Linked DNA regions of Sus scrofa: region 1 is linked to region 2. The links are chromatin contacts, called in public Hi-C maps. All regions are on one chromosome and are shown on one strand. The core of a region is the stretch at or near the end of the contact, and the rest is flanking DNA. Distances in the headings are between cores, read along the strand shown. Region 1 overlaps LTBP4 (latent-transforming growth factor beta-binding protein 4). Region 2 has its middle 22 kb from the start of AKT2.

Region 1 (7,095 bases), core at 416-2,915, 230 kb after region 2:
TCTCTCCTCCCCTTCCTCCCTCCTTCCTTCACTCCCTCCCAGCCCAGCCTCAACGCGCCCGTGCCAGGCGCCGTGCCCAGGCGGGTGCCAAGCCCCTGGAGGCACAAGGAGGGGCCTGTGAAGGGGGGCTGACCTCGCGAGGACCTCAATGTCCTCAGCTCCTCATTCCTCCAGGGGCCCGGGACATGGAGTTGCCTGTGCCCATCTAGCGGCCCGCCCTGGGTGTGGGAACCCTCAGGGAGCTGGGCAGGGGGGCATAGATCCAGGCCAAGAGAAGACGGAGAAACGTCTTTGGAGGCCAGGCAATGAACCCAGACCTAGCTGGATTACCAGCACCGCCAGCAGAGACCCTTCCTATTTTGGAATCTTGAAGCATAGTTAAGCCTCTCCTAGGCCTGCTACTCAATTAAGGACCGCTATTAGAGCACCCTGGAGTCCTGGCCTGACTTCCCGAACTCGGAGAGCCCAGAATCTCTGCCCTCAGGGCCTAAGCCCCTCTGCATTCCTATCAACAGACTCTGGAGACCAACCCCTCCGGTGAAATTCCCTCTCCTTCTCTGATGTAATCTCCCCAAACAGTGCCCCTCACCAGAGAACGGAGTGTTGTCCCTCAGCTATTCCTTCCCACTTCCAGGGGAAACACGATTACAAAGCCTCTGCAGAGATAACTCTGCTCCCTAGCCAAATTCTCTTCCCACAGAAGGCTCTCATTTTCTTATGTTTCCAACTGAGTCCCATCCGAGATCCCCAATTCCTGTCTATCCAAGTCCTTCTCTTCCAACTGGCTCCCTCCTTAGGAACTTCTTATCCATCTACAGAGAAACCCAGAGTTGCTCTCTGCTAATTCTCCCAGAATAACCTCCCCCAAGCAGCTGAAAAGACTTGGGTACCTGATCCTTTAGCTGAGAGGCGAAGGGGGACTCCACAGTGTCTGAGAGTCCTCCCAGATAATTGTGTGCCAGAGACCCCCCCGGAATCCCACTTCTCCATCTAAACCTTGTTCTCAGCACCCTCAACCTGGGCATTCCCTAGAAGACACTACAGTCCTATTTATTTCGGTAACTCTCCCCAAAAGGTCTTAAGGGATTCCTTCTGTTGAAGGGTGCCTTAGTTTCCTCTGGGATAGGCTTCCTTTCTGTTCCAGAAGCCTCCAGCAGTCTTTGAACCCCAGAGTGCATCCCTCTAGTTAACTGACCTCCTCCCACAAGTCCAGTCACTTTACCCTTCTAAATTGAGGGAGCTCCCTCTATGCCTTCCTCTCTCCAGTGTGTGGCTCAGAATCCCACACACGCCTTCCTGGGCGGCCCCGGCCGCTTGCCCCCTTCCTCCCCTCCTCACAGCTGTCTCCAGCTGTTCTAGGCCTCCCCGGGGGAGAAAGGGAGGAGGCGCCGTCGCGGGATACGTCCGGCCTTTTTTGGCACAGCGGGTCCAGGGCTCCCCAAGGGTCCGGAATGCGGAGCCGCCGCCCTGCCCCCGCCGCACCCCTCTCTTTGTTTACCCCGCCGCACAGCTGGCAGTGCCCCGCCCAAAGGTGGCTGGGGGCCCAGCGAGAGCGCGCAGAGGGGAAAGCAAGCGCGTTCCCGCTGGCCCCTCCCCGGGCTACTGGAGGCGGGAAAGCAGAGCTAGAAACCCGGAGCCGGAGCCAGAGGGTAGGTGGGCGGAGACAAAGTGAGGTGGGTGGGGCTAGGATGCCGGGACAGCCGGGAGGTGGAGTAGCCTGAACCGGGCAGATTAACTTGAGGAAAGGGAGGTGGGTGGGGCTAAAGGCAGCAGGTTAGGACAGGGCTCAAGGCCTTGATAGACCGGGTTTACGATCCCTCGGGAGATGAAGGGGATGTGGGCGAGGTTCATAGAAGGGGGGCCGGGGGGGAATGCTTCGCCTGTGGGCGGAACTTGAACATTTTGAAGCAAGCCAGACAGGGTGTGAGCATGCCTAGAATGGTAAGGAGAGAGTTGCGAGCGTGGAGTGGTGCCGGGGAGCGGCTAAAAATGCGGTTTTATTTTTTTAATTCATTTTTTGTCTTTTTAACGCCGCACCCGCGGCACATGGAAGTTCCCAGCCTAGGGGTCGAATTCGAGCTTACCCGCAGCCACAGCAACTCCAGATTCGAGTTGCGCCTGCGACCTACACCACAGCTCATGGGCAAGCCGGGTCCTTAACCCACTGAGCCAGGCCAGGGGTCGAACTCGTGTCCTCATGGATACTAGTCGGGTTCATTACCGTTGCGCCAATACGGGAACTCCTAAAAATGCGGTTTTAGTCAGTGGAAGTGACCTGCGCTGGGTCTGCCGGGCTGGGACGGTAAAAATGCTCGGACTTAAATTCGAAGTAGGTGGCGCTGAGCCTATGGGCGGGACAATACCGGGCGGGGCTAGTTCTGGAGACTCAGCCAGAAAGTGGAACACGAGAGGGAGGGAGGGGTGACAGGAAAGTGAATGAGGATCTAGAGAGTTTGATGAGAGGACCCAGTGGGCGAAGCTATACCACCAAGGGCTGTTCGACTGGACCCAGCCGATGCAAGGGGCCAGTGTTAATGGGAGATGACGCGAGACAGCTCGTGGAAGAACGACTTAGAACTGAGTGATACCTTTGAGACTGTAGTTACAATGTTGGGGACTTAGTTTGGGTGCAATAGTTCCCCCGGGGGGGGCTGCAAGGAGGGTTGCAGGCCCTGAGTGTCCTCACTCTCCCCCTAGTCCTGTGTCCCTTGATCTGTCACAACGGAGGCGTGTGCGTGAAACCTGACCGCTGCCTCTGTCCCCCGGACTTCGCTGGCAAGTTCTGCCAGTTGCACTCAACCGGCGCCCGACCCCCGGCCCCGGCCATGCCAGGCTTCACCCGCTCTGTGTACACCATGCCACTGGCCAACCACCGCGACGACGAACATGGTGAGGGGAGCGTGGCAGTCCCCTCCAACCCCTCTGTCCAGCCCCATGCTGTTCCTCTGACCCGCATCTTTCCTGCCTACCCCTGAGTTCTCTTCCAAGGCGCCCTTTCCCCCATTCCTAGTCCCAGTTGGTGAGAATCTGTATAGACACCACTTTTCCCTGCCGTGCCTCTCTCCAGGCGTGGCGTCTATGGTGAGCGTCCACGTGGAGCACCCGCAGGAGGCGTCGGTGGTGGTGCACCAGGTGGAGCGTGTGTCTGGCCCTTGGGAGGAGGCAGACGCCGAGGCAGTGGCGCGGGCCGAGGCGGCGGCGCGGGCCGAGGCAGCAGCGCCCTACACGGTGCTGGCACAGAGCGCTCCCCGCGAGGACGGCTACTCGGATGCCTCAGGCTTCGGTTACTGCTTTCGGGAACTGCGCGGAGGCGAAGTGAGAGGAGGCCGGTGGGGAGGGGCCCCGAGCAAGCCACCGCGCGGGGGCGCGCTCACCCTACGCTTCCCCACAGTGTGCGTCCCCGCTGCCCGGGCTCCGGACGCAAGAGGTCTGCTGCGGAGGGGCTGGCTTGGCCTGGGGTGTTCACGACTGTCAGTCGTGCTCAGAGCTCCTGGGTAAGCCCCAGGACCTCCCCGGGGTTATCGGGGCGGGGAAAGGGTGAGAACCCCGCCGCTCCTGTACTCTGCCCATAGATTACCCGCCCCCCACTCCAAAATTCTAGCCACTTCTACCCCGTCGTGGAGATCATTTCCAGCCTAGATCTATCCACACCGTTTTCTGACATTGGCTACCCTGTCCTCTCCTCGCCTTTGTGCCATAGCCCCACTCATGCACATTGCCGACTTAAAGCTGACTTTGCACTCAGACTACACCCAATGCCTTTGAGTTCCTCCCACCCCATTTTCATCACTTCGCACTCCATCCTCCATCCACCCGCCCCTGGCCCACCTATCTCCTTTCTCCACAGGTAACTCCGACCAAGCGGGCGCCCCAGATGGGCCGTGTCCAGCTGGTTTTGAAAGGGTTAATGGGTCCTGCGAAGGTGAGCTTGGGCAGTGGTGGGAGGAGCTTGGCTTTAGGGGCGGGACTGGCAGGGAGCTTGCCCCTGACTCCACTGGGACCACCCCATCCCTCGCAGATGTGGATGAGTGCGCGACAGGAGGGCGCTGCCAGCATGGGGAGTGTGCGAACACGCATGGGGGTACACCTGCGTGTGCCCCGACGGCTTCCTGCTCGACTCGTCCCGCAGCAGCTGCATCTGTGAGCCCTCGCGGCCTGAAGCTGGGTCCCATATCCTCTCTGCCCACAGGCTGGAGCATCCCTGGGTCTAATTCCCTTAGATACCCACCCCCATCTCCAGACTCCCAGGTCTCTCCAGTCACTCTTAGGTCCCTCTCAGGACGTCTCAGGCTCTCATACACCCCCAGACTCCGCGGACCTTCCTCAGCCCCTCTAAGAATGCCTCAAAGCTTTTGCATACTGATCCCTTCAGATCCCCAGACTTTCATCAGCTCCTCTCAGAGTCCCATATGCCCTCATCTTTCTCCACCACCAGACCTGCTTCAGATTCTGAGATCATTCCCAGATTTTTCATTCACCACAGACTCTCCTCTGGCCCCAAACCCTTCTCAGACCTCCAGACCCCTCAGCTCTTCCTCAGACTCTCTCAGAGCTCCCCCAAATACCCCTCGCACCCACCGAACCTTCCTTGGGACCATCCCCCACCCCCAACTCCCCTAGTCCCTCCCCCCACCCCCCACCCCCGCACTCCCAACCCCGTCCTAAAGAATTTCCTCTCCCTCTCCCAGCCCAACATGTGATCTCAGAGGCCAAGGGGCCCTGCTTCCGCGTGCTCCGCGACGGCGGCTGCTCCCTGCCGATTCTGCGCAACATCACCAAGCAGATCTGCTGCTGTAGCCGTGTGGGCAAAGCCTGGGGCCGGGGTTGCCAGCTCTGCCCACCCTTTGGCTCAGGTGAGCGCCCCCTGTCGGGCCTTCCCCAGACTTAGCACCAGCGGCCCCATTTGAGTAGAAAAGCCCCCAGTCTCTGAGCCAATCTACCTTCAGACTAGACTCCACCCAGACCCTCCCGCCCCATCTTGGGCACACTCAGAGGTGAGACACTCGACTTAGAAGTTAGGCTGTGTCGACTGGCTGATCGTCACCCCCAGGCTTGGCCTGCCCTAGCCCTAGAGATTTGCTGCCTACCCAATCTTGTCCCCAGGCTTTGGCCAAGTCCCCAGCTCCTGAGACACTGCCTTCAGTCTAGGCTCCACCTTGGGCTCCGCCCCCAGCATGCCTCTCCCAGGGATACCTCCCTGGCAATCTTGCTTCTGTATAAAACCAGACCCCTCAATAGATCTGTTTTCTGGTCTTCAAATCCATCCCTACAGACACCAAACCAGACCCTGCCCTCAAGGCCTATCACTACTACCATCCCAAAGAGGGGAAAACATCCTTGGCCCGCCCTTAGCCTCTGAGACATCCCATTCTTTGGCCATAGTACAACCCCATCTCAGCACCAACTCAAACCCCTGGCACACTCCCAGGCCAAACCCTACCCTCAGTCAAGGCCAGACTCCAGACCTTTCTCCTCTCTCTCTTCCGAGCATCTCTCTTTTCCTCTCATTCTCCCTGCTCCTCGCCCTTTCTCTGCTCATCTTCCTCTCTTTCCTGTTCTCAGAGGGTTTTCGGGAGATATGCCCCGCTGGCCCTGGTTACCACTACTCTGCCTCTGATCTCCGCTACAACACCAGACCTCTGGGCCCGGAGCCACCCCGAGTGTCCCTCAGCCAGGCCCGGGCCCCATCCTCCACCTCTCGGCCACCCGCAGGTGAGCTGGCTTCTGGAGAAGGGGGTGTGGATCTCCAGGGGGCTGCCCCAGCCCCATAGGCAAAAGGGGAGGAGGAGCAGGGACACCCAGATCCAGGTCTCCACTGGTGATACCCCTTCTTTACCAGGCTTTCTGCCCACTCATCGCCCAGAACCCCGGCCTGAGCCTCGGCCAGAGCTCCGGCCAGAGCCCCGGCCAGAGCCCCGGCCACGCCCTGAGCTTCCTCTGCCCAGCATCCCTGCTTGGACAGGTCCTGAGATCCCTGAATCAGGTGCGGTAGAGGGACTGAGGGCACTGCTGGGGGTATTACAGGCAGGAATTCTGGGAGAGAGGGCTCCAAGATGAAGATTCAATGGAACATATGGGGAAGTGACCACCAGAAGAGTTAAGGAATGGGTGGGAAAAGATAAAGTTTGAAGCGTGAGGTGGTAGTTACATCAGGAGATGGATTCAGATAGGTCTGGGTGCGAGTTCTCTGTCAATTGGGCAAGTCAATTTAAATTCCCTGAGCCTGGAGTTCCCGTCGTGGCGCAGTGGTTAACGAATCCGACTAGGAACCATGAGGTTGCGGGTTCGGTCCCTGCCCTTGCTCAGTGGGTTAACGATCTGGCGTTGCCGTGAGCTGTGGTGTAGGTTGCAGACGCGGCTCGGATCCTGCGTTGCTGTGGATCTGGCGTAGGCCGGAGGCTACAGCTCGGATTCGACCCCTAGCCTGGGAACCTCCATATGCCGCGGGAGCGGCCCAAGAAATAGCGAAAAAGACAAAAAAAAAAAAAATTCCCTGAGCCTCAATTTCCTCCTCTGTACAGTGGAGTGCATTGTGAGGCTTCAATAAGCTGTCTCTGAAATATCCGGCGCATAGTAAGTGCTCAGTTGATGTTAGAGCAATAATTCTCATGGAGAACACTAAGAACGTATCTCAGGTAGAGGGCTGAGGAGCAATCTATTTTATTTTTATTTTTTAATTTTATTTATTTACTTATTTTTGTCTTTTTGCGATTTCTTGGGCCGCTTCCGCGGCATATGGAGGTTCCCAGGCTAGGGGTCGAATCGGAGCTGTAGCTGCTGGTCTACGCCAGAGCCACAGCAACGCGGGATCCGAGCCGCGTCTGCGACCCATAACACAGTGTACAGCAACGCGGGATCCTTAACCCACTGAGCAAGGCCAGGGATCGAACCCGCAACTTCATGGTTCCTAGTCGGATTCGTTAACCACTGCGCCACGACGGGAACTCCAGAAGCAAACTATTTTAAAAAGGAAACTTTGGCGTGGCATTGTGAGGGGAATCAGGCAGAGATGAGAACGTCCTGTGGTAAAGGAGAGGGGCATGGCAAGGGGAAGACGCTTGAGGAGGGACATCCAGAAAGGTGTTTTAGGCAGAG
Region 2 (6,670 bases), core at 1,578-4,077:
TCAATTAGACATGCTATGACTCCAGAATATTAAGATCCTATTTGCACGACATATGTACGCAATTAAATATGGGATATAACTTTTTTACAGGGTAACTTGGGCTTACCAAGGCCTTAAAATCGCCTTGTAAAAAAAACTTTGCACAGATGCTGGCCCGTTTATTAGTATACCGGGGAAGCTGTTAAAACATCTGGCTCCCTCTCATAGGTTGGGTGGGGCTTCCTACCTTCTGAATTTGCGTTCCAGTAATACTACGCAGCTTGGCAAGTATGCATTGGTTAGTGTATACTTCTAGAAGGCCTGGCTGGGAGTTGAAGAATCCTGGGTCTACCTAAGTCTGTGAGAGTGTCTCAGGCAAGTTCTGCTCAGTGGAGGTAGTTTCCCCGGAGGTAGTTTCTCCAAAGGTAGACCTGGTGCTGGAACTAGTCCTTGGATCCATGCTGGGTCTCCATCTTGGAACTCTGCATAACTTACCCTTATGTAAGAGGCACTCTGATATTTCTTTTTTTTTTTTTTTTTTTCTTTCAGTGTTGTTTGAGACCCTGCTGAACTGATTTTCTGACCTACTAATGGGTCATGCAGTTTGAGAAATACTAGTCTGGGGGCGAACAACACTCATTGGTTTGGTTTTGGTTGTGGGTTTGTTTGGGAGGGGTTGTTTTTTGTTTGTTTTTGTCTTTTTAAGGCTGCACCCGTGTCATAGGGAGGTCCTCAGGCAGCCACAGCAACACGGGATCCAAGCCAGGTCTGCGACCTACAACGCAGCTCACAGCAACGCTGTATCCTTAACCCACTGATCGAAGCCAGGGATCGAACCTGAGTCCTTATGGATCCTAGTTGGGTTCGTTAAGCCAATGAGGGGAACTCTTTTTTTTTTTTTTTTTTTTGGTATCATTTTGGTTTTCTTTTTTGGCTGCAGTAAGTGACCAGAGCTACTGAAATGACAACACCCGCTCCCTAACCTGTTGAGACACACTGGAACTTCCAACACTCACTGACTTTGGAAATAGATTAGGCTTAGTTTTTTGGGGTTTTGTTTTGTTTGGCCGCACCTACAGCAACCCAAGCTGCTGCCGTGACAATGCTGGATCCTTAACCCGCTGCGCCACAAGAGAACTCCTAAGGCCTTAGTGCTAATCATGCCTTTCCTGTGTCCTTGTCAAGACAACTTTACTTCTCTGAGCCTGCCTTTCCTCACTGCAAAGTAACAGCAATAGAATTTATTTAGCTATTGTTACAGACCACGTTTTGTTCTTGACATAGTTCCACCGATGCTATCCTGTTGCTGTCAACACCAACTTGGAGGTTACGTGCGACAGTAATGATAAGGGAGTTGCAAGGGTCCCCGGACAAGTAAGGGGAGGAGGTGGGATTTGAACCCAGGCAATCTGATACAAGAGCCTGGGTTCAAACTCGTATGCTGACAAATGGAAAGTAATGGCCCCAATTCTGTCCTTTGCGTTGCTTTGGCAAACCACTTAATTACTATTTTGGGGGCCTCAGTCTCTCAATTTCCACATCAAGGGTGATTGAGGAGAAAATTCCCTGAAACCCCAAATTGTTCTCTACCTTCTAATCTCTTCTGTGAACTTCCCGCCTAGGGCTATAAATATGAGCTGCACATGTGCCTTTCTGGGGAGAAGGGCCTGTAGCTTCTCTGAAATGTGCTCAAAGCCCTTTTTTCTTTTTTTCATTTATTTTTTTGCTTTTTAGGGCCGCACCTGCGGCATATGGAGGTTCCCAGGCTAGGGGTTAAATCAGAGCTACAGCTGCCGGCCTACACCACAGCCACAGCCACATCAGATCCAAGTGGCGTCTGAGATCTACATCACAGCTCACGGCAAGGCCAGATGCTTAACCCACTGAGCAAGGTCAGGGATCGAACCTGCAACCTCATGGTTCCTAGTCGGAATCGTTTCCGCTGCACCACAACGGGAACTCCACTTTGTTTCTGTTTTTTGTTTGTTTGGATGGAACGTGATTTTGATTAGGACAATTAAAACAGAGGGAAGTATCTTGCAAAATATCACATAGCCAGAATGCGGCGCCCAAATCCATTCCCCAAAGATGTCTCAGGCCAAGCCCACACTTTCGCCCTGAACTTCATCTGCATGGGTTCAGATTTGAAACACAGCAAAATCTCATTTTATGCTAAATTATAGTATGTGGATTTGAATCAGAGAAATGATTAAAACATAGTTTCTCACATTATTAAGAAAAATTGAGTTCCCATTGTGGTTCAGCAGTTTATGAACCTGACTAGTATCCCTGAGAATGTGGGTTGGATCCCTGGTCCTGATCAGTGGCTTAAGGATCTGGCGTTGCCATAAGCTGTGATGTAGGTCGCAGACGTGGCTCAGATCTGGTGTCGCTGTGGCTGTGTTATAGGCTGGCAGCTGCAGGTCTGATTCCCAGCTCCCCTAGCCTGGGAACTTCCATATGCCAGAGGTTCAGCCCTAAAAAGACAAAACGAAAAAAAAATTTGAGATAAGGTGTTCTTGTTGTGGCTCAGCGGGTTAAGAGCCCAACTAGTATTTGTGAGGAATCGTATTTGATCCCTGACCTTGCTCAGTGAGTTAAGGATCCAGCGTTGCTGTAGCTGTGGTGTAGGCTGGCAGCTGCAGCTCTGATTCATCCCCCAGCCTGGAAACTTCCAGGCACTGCAGGTGCAGCCCTTAAAAAAAAGAAAAATTGAGATAATATGAATGTCACTTTTTTTTTTTTTTGGTCATTAAGAAAGTGTATTAATTTCACAGCTGCCCAACCTGATGATTCAGAAACGCTATTCATTCTGTTGCCACAAGATGGCAGCATGTGTGCTGCCCAGCCCTGCTGGGACCTAGAGGACTTGTAGGCCTCAGACCCTCTCGGAGGAAGTCGGACCTTTGTGCTGTTACTGAACCATTCACTGTTTAAAAGGAAACTCTGGGAGTTCTCCTGTGGTGCAGTGGGTTAAGGATCCAGCGTTGCTTAGGTCACTGCTGTGCTGTGGGTTCCATCCCTGGCTTGGGAACATGCTGTGGGTGTGGCCTAATAATAATCATGAAATATATAATGGAAAAAAATAAAAACCAGTTAAAAAATAATACAACAAAAGGAAAATTCTGACATGACACCTAAACATGATTGGAACTGGATTCTGATCCAGGGGAAAAATGGCAACAACAAATGTTATTGGAACAATTGATGAAACTGGAATAGGAACTGGGATTTATAAAAGAGACCCGGTGTTAAATTTCTTGGTTTCAATAATGACACTGTGCTTATGAAATAAATTATTCTTGTTCTTAAGGAATGCCCATGGAAGTACTGCAAGGTAGAGGGGCATGATGTCAACTTCAAATGGTTCAAAAACATGTGTGGGGAGTTCCTGTTATGACTCAGTGGGTTACAAACCGGACTAGTATCCATGAGGATGAGGGTTCGATCCCTGGCCTCACTCAGTGGGTTAAAGATCTGGCGTTGCTGTGAGCTGCAGTGTAGGTCACAGACAGGGCTCATATCCTGCGTTGCTGTGGCTGTGGCGTAGGCTGGCAGCTGGAACTCCAATTCCACCCCTAGCCTAGGAATCTCCATATGCTGTGAGTGTGGCCCCCAAAAAAAAAAAAAAAAAAAAAAAGGAAAAAATAGAAATAAGAAAGAAAAAAATAAAAGGAATTCCCGTCCTGGCGCAGTGGTGGACAAATCCAACTAGGAACCATGAAGTTGCAGGTTTGATCCCTGGCCTTGCTTAGTGGGTTAAGGATCCGGCGTTGCCCTGAGCTGTGGTGTAGGTCGCAGACTTGGCTTGGATCCTGCATTGCTGTGGCTCTGGCATAGGCTGGCAGCTACGGCTCCGATTAGACCCCTAGCCTGGGAACTTCCATATGCCCCAAGAACGGCCCTAGAAAAGGCAAAAAAACAAAAACAACAACAACAAAAAGTACCCCAAGAGTTCTTTTTTGTAGCCAATGAGAAGGTCATTAAAGGGGTCTTTAGTGGTGGTTCTAATGCAGGTGCTGAAAATCTTCCCTGAATATTGTCAGTTTCAGAGCTAAATTAGAAAAGCATGTTGTGCCAGGTACTATTCTGTTTTTGTTTCTGCTTTGCTTTTTAGGGCTGCAGGTGGGACATATGGACGTCCCCAGGCTAGGGGTCGAATCAGAGCTACAGCTGCCAGTCACAGCCACAGCCACAGCAACGCCAAATATGAGCCGTGTCTGTGACCCACCTCACAGCTCACAGCAACGTCAGATCCTTAATCCATTGAGCGAGGCCAGAGACTGAACCCAAAACCTCGTGGCTACTAGTCGAGCTCATTACCGCTGAGCCACAATGGGAACTTCCACCAGGCACTGTTTTAAGCCCTTCACATGACTCCTTTGATCCTCACAATCATCCTGTGAGGTAGATGCTGTCCATCTACTCCCATCTCAGTGAAGAGGAAACTGAAGCACAGAGAGGTTGAGTAACTGGCTCAAGATCACACAGCTGCAGAGCTCAAGCTATCAATCATAACGGACCATCACGAAAACCAACCAGTCCCCAGAATATACTATGTTGATCACTGAGGAACAAGCGCTGCATTAAATATGAGGAAGCAGAAAAGGCAGCTTTAGGGAGAAACTTTGGAAAAAATGAATGTAAGTCTGTGTGCTCTGAACCTCCACCTCAACCTGACATTCAAGTCTATGTAAAAATCAGTCTTGAACTCTGCAAGATTTAGCCAAAATGATGTACGGAAATAAAATGGCTGCTGATTCTGATTGACTGAACCTGCTGGCCATTAATACTGGAGGAAAAATTAGAATGTTCCTCAGACAAATCCGATTAGTCTCAATATTTACTTTTAAACATATAAATGACATAAATTCAAACTTATAAAACATAGATGCATTCCCTTTGCCTCTGCAATTTATCTCCTCAATGTTTACCCTATGGATAGGCTCCCATGTGAGCAAACGGTTGGGTACACAAGAGGCACTGCTGTGGTTCAAAGGTATATCCCCCCCCCTTTTTTTTTTTTTTTTTGCTTTTTAGGGCTGCACCTGTGGCATATGGAAGTTTCCAGGCTAGAGGTCAAATCGGAGCTGCAGCTGCCTGCCTACACAGCAATGCTGGATCCTAGTCACGTCTATGACCTACATCATAGCTCGTGGCAACGCCAGATCCTTTAACCCACTCAACGAGGCCAGGGATCAAACACGCATCCTCATGGATGCTGGTCAGGTTCATGACCTGCTGAGCCACAACAGGAGCTCCTGTGCAGTTACTTTAAAAGGAAATTCTTTCTAATTAGGATATTAAAAGATATTTAACGTCCTTAGCCATCAGAGAAGAGCAAATCAAAACCACAATAACAAGGAGTTCCCGTCGTGGCGCAGTGGTTAACGAATCCGACTAGGAACCATGAGGTTGCGGGTTCGGTCCCTGCCCTTGCTCAGTGGGTTAACGATCCGGCGTTGCCGTGAGCTGTGGTGTAGGTTGCAGACGCGGCTCGGATCCCACGTTGCTGTGGCTCTGGTGTAGGCCAGTGGCTACAGCTCCGATTCAGCCCCTAGCCTGGGAACCTCCATATGCCGCCGAAGCGGCCCAAGAAATAGCAACAACAACAACAACAAAAAAGAGAGACAAAAGACAAAAAAAAAAAAAACCACAATAACAAGATACTATTTCACACCCATAAGGATGCAGTAATCAAGAAGAAAGATAATAAAGTGTTGGTGAGGACACGGAGAAATTGGAAACATCATGCACTGCTGGTGGGAAAGAAAAATGGCACAGCTGCTTTGGAAAATAGTCTGCCATTTCCTCAACTGGTTAAAAATAAAACCAACTTACAACCCAACAATTCTACTCCTACGTATATACCCAAGATAACTGAGACCACCTGTCTACACAAGAACTTGTACGTGAATGTGCATGGCAGCATTATTCATCATAGCCACAAAGTGGAAACTCAAATACCCGTCAACTGGGTAAATAAAATGTGATACGTCCTTGCAATGCACTATTACTCATCAATTAAAAGGAATAAAAGACTGCCACACACTGCAACATGGATGAACCTTGAAAAAACTACTAAGTGAAAGAAGCCAGAACCTGCTGCATAGCACAGGGAACTAAGTTCAGTCACTTGAGATGGAACATGACGGAGGATAATGTGAGAAAAAGAATACATATGTATGGCTGGATCACTTTGCTGTATAATAGAAACTGACAGAACACTTTAAATCAACTATAATGGAAAAAATAAAAATCATAAAAAAGAAAGAAGCCAGACACAAAAGGCCACATATTGTATGATTTCCTCTATAGGAAATGCCCAGTGGAGGCAAATCTATAGAGAGAGAATGCAAATTAGCAGTTGCCAAGGGGTTGGAGTCAGGGGCAGAGCATAAGAGGATTTGGGGATTGATGCTTAAGGAGTAAGGAAACTTTTCTAAAATTGTAGGATAAAGAAAATTTTCCACAGTTGTGGTGATGGATGCACAACTCTATAAATAACTAAAAGCCACTGAAATGTGCACTTTAAATGAGTGACTTGTCGGGTATGGGGATTACATCTCAATAAAGTGTTTCTCTGGGTTTTTCTTTAGGGCCGCACCTGTGGCATATGGAGGTTCCCAGGCTAGGGGTCCAATCGGAGCTACAGCTGCCGGCTACACCACAGCCACAGCAACTCAGGATT

Evidence for each region. Hi-C and Micro-C count contacts between places; a contact is called where the count stands out from the background.
Region 1: a Hi-C map of embryonic fibroblasts shows a contact between it and region 2, with 2.5 times the contacts expected there. The contact joins two enhancer-like sites. A contact is called at or near these places in 1 of 5 promoter capture datasets (liver), 10 of 47 Hi-C or Micro-C datasets (embryonic fibroblasts, fetal heart ventricle, fetal skeletal muscle and 6 more) and 2 of 2 datasets of contacts at active chromatin or transcription factors (alveolar macrophages and skeletal muscle).

Annotation. Positions count from the first base shown.
Region 1 is chr6:48,836,321-48,843,415 of Sscrofa11.1, forward strand. It overlaps LTBP4 (latent-transforming growth factor beta-binding protein 4), which reads left to right. Exons shown (of 34, transcript XM_021094399.1): 5 at 2,698-2,889; 6 at 3,068-3,315; 7 at 3,392-3,494; 8 at 3,848-3,922; 9 at 4,019-4,075; 10 at 4,078-4,140; 11 at 4,689-4,853; 12 at 5,563-5,712; 13 at 5,840-5,983. Among named protein-coding and RNA genes, the nearest start is that of LTBP4, 8.8 kb to the left of the region's middle. Within about 2 kb of position 1,666, at least 42 of the 83 cell types and tissues checked have an H3K27ac peak or open chromatin away from gene starts, as enhancers often do. A contact at or near this core is called in embryonic fibroblasts, where this site is marked.
Region 2 is chr6:48,606,769-48,613,438 of Sscrofa11.1, forward strand. It overlaps a transcript of AKT2 not described here. Among named protein-coding and RNA genes, the nearest start is that of AKT2, 22 kb to the left of the region's middle. Within about 2 kb of position 2,828, at least 8 of the 83 cell types and tissues checked have an H3K27ac peak or open chromatin away from gene starts, as enhancers often do. A contact at or near this core is called in embryonic fibroblasts, where this site is marked.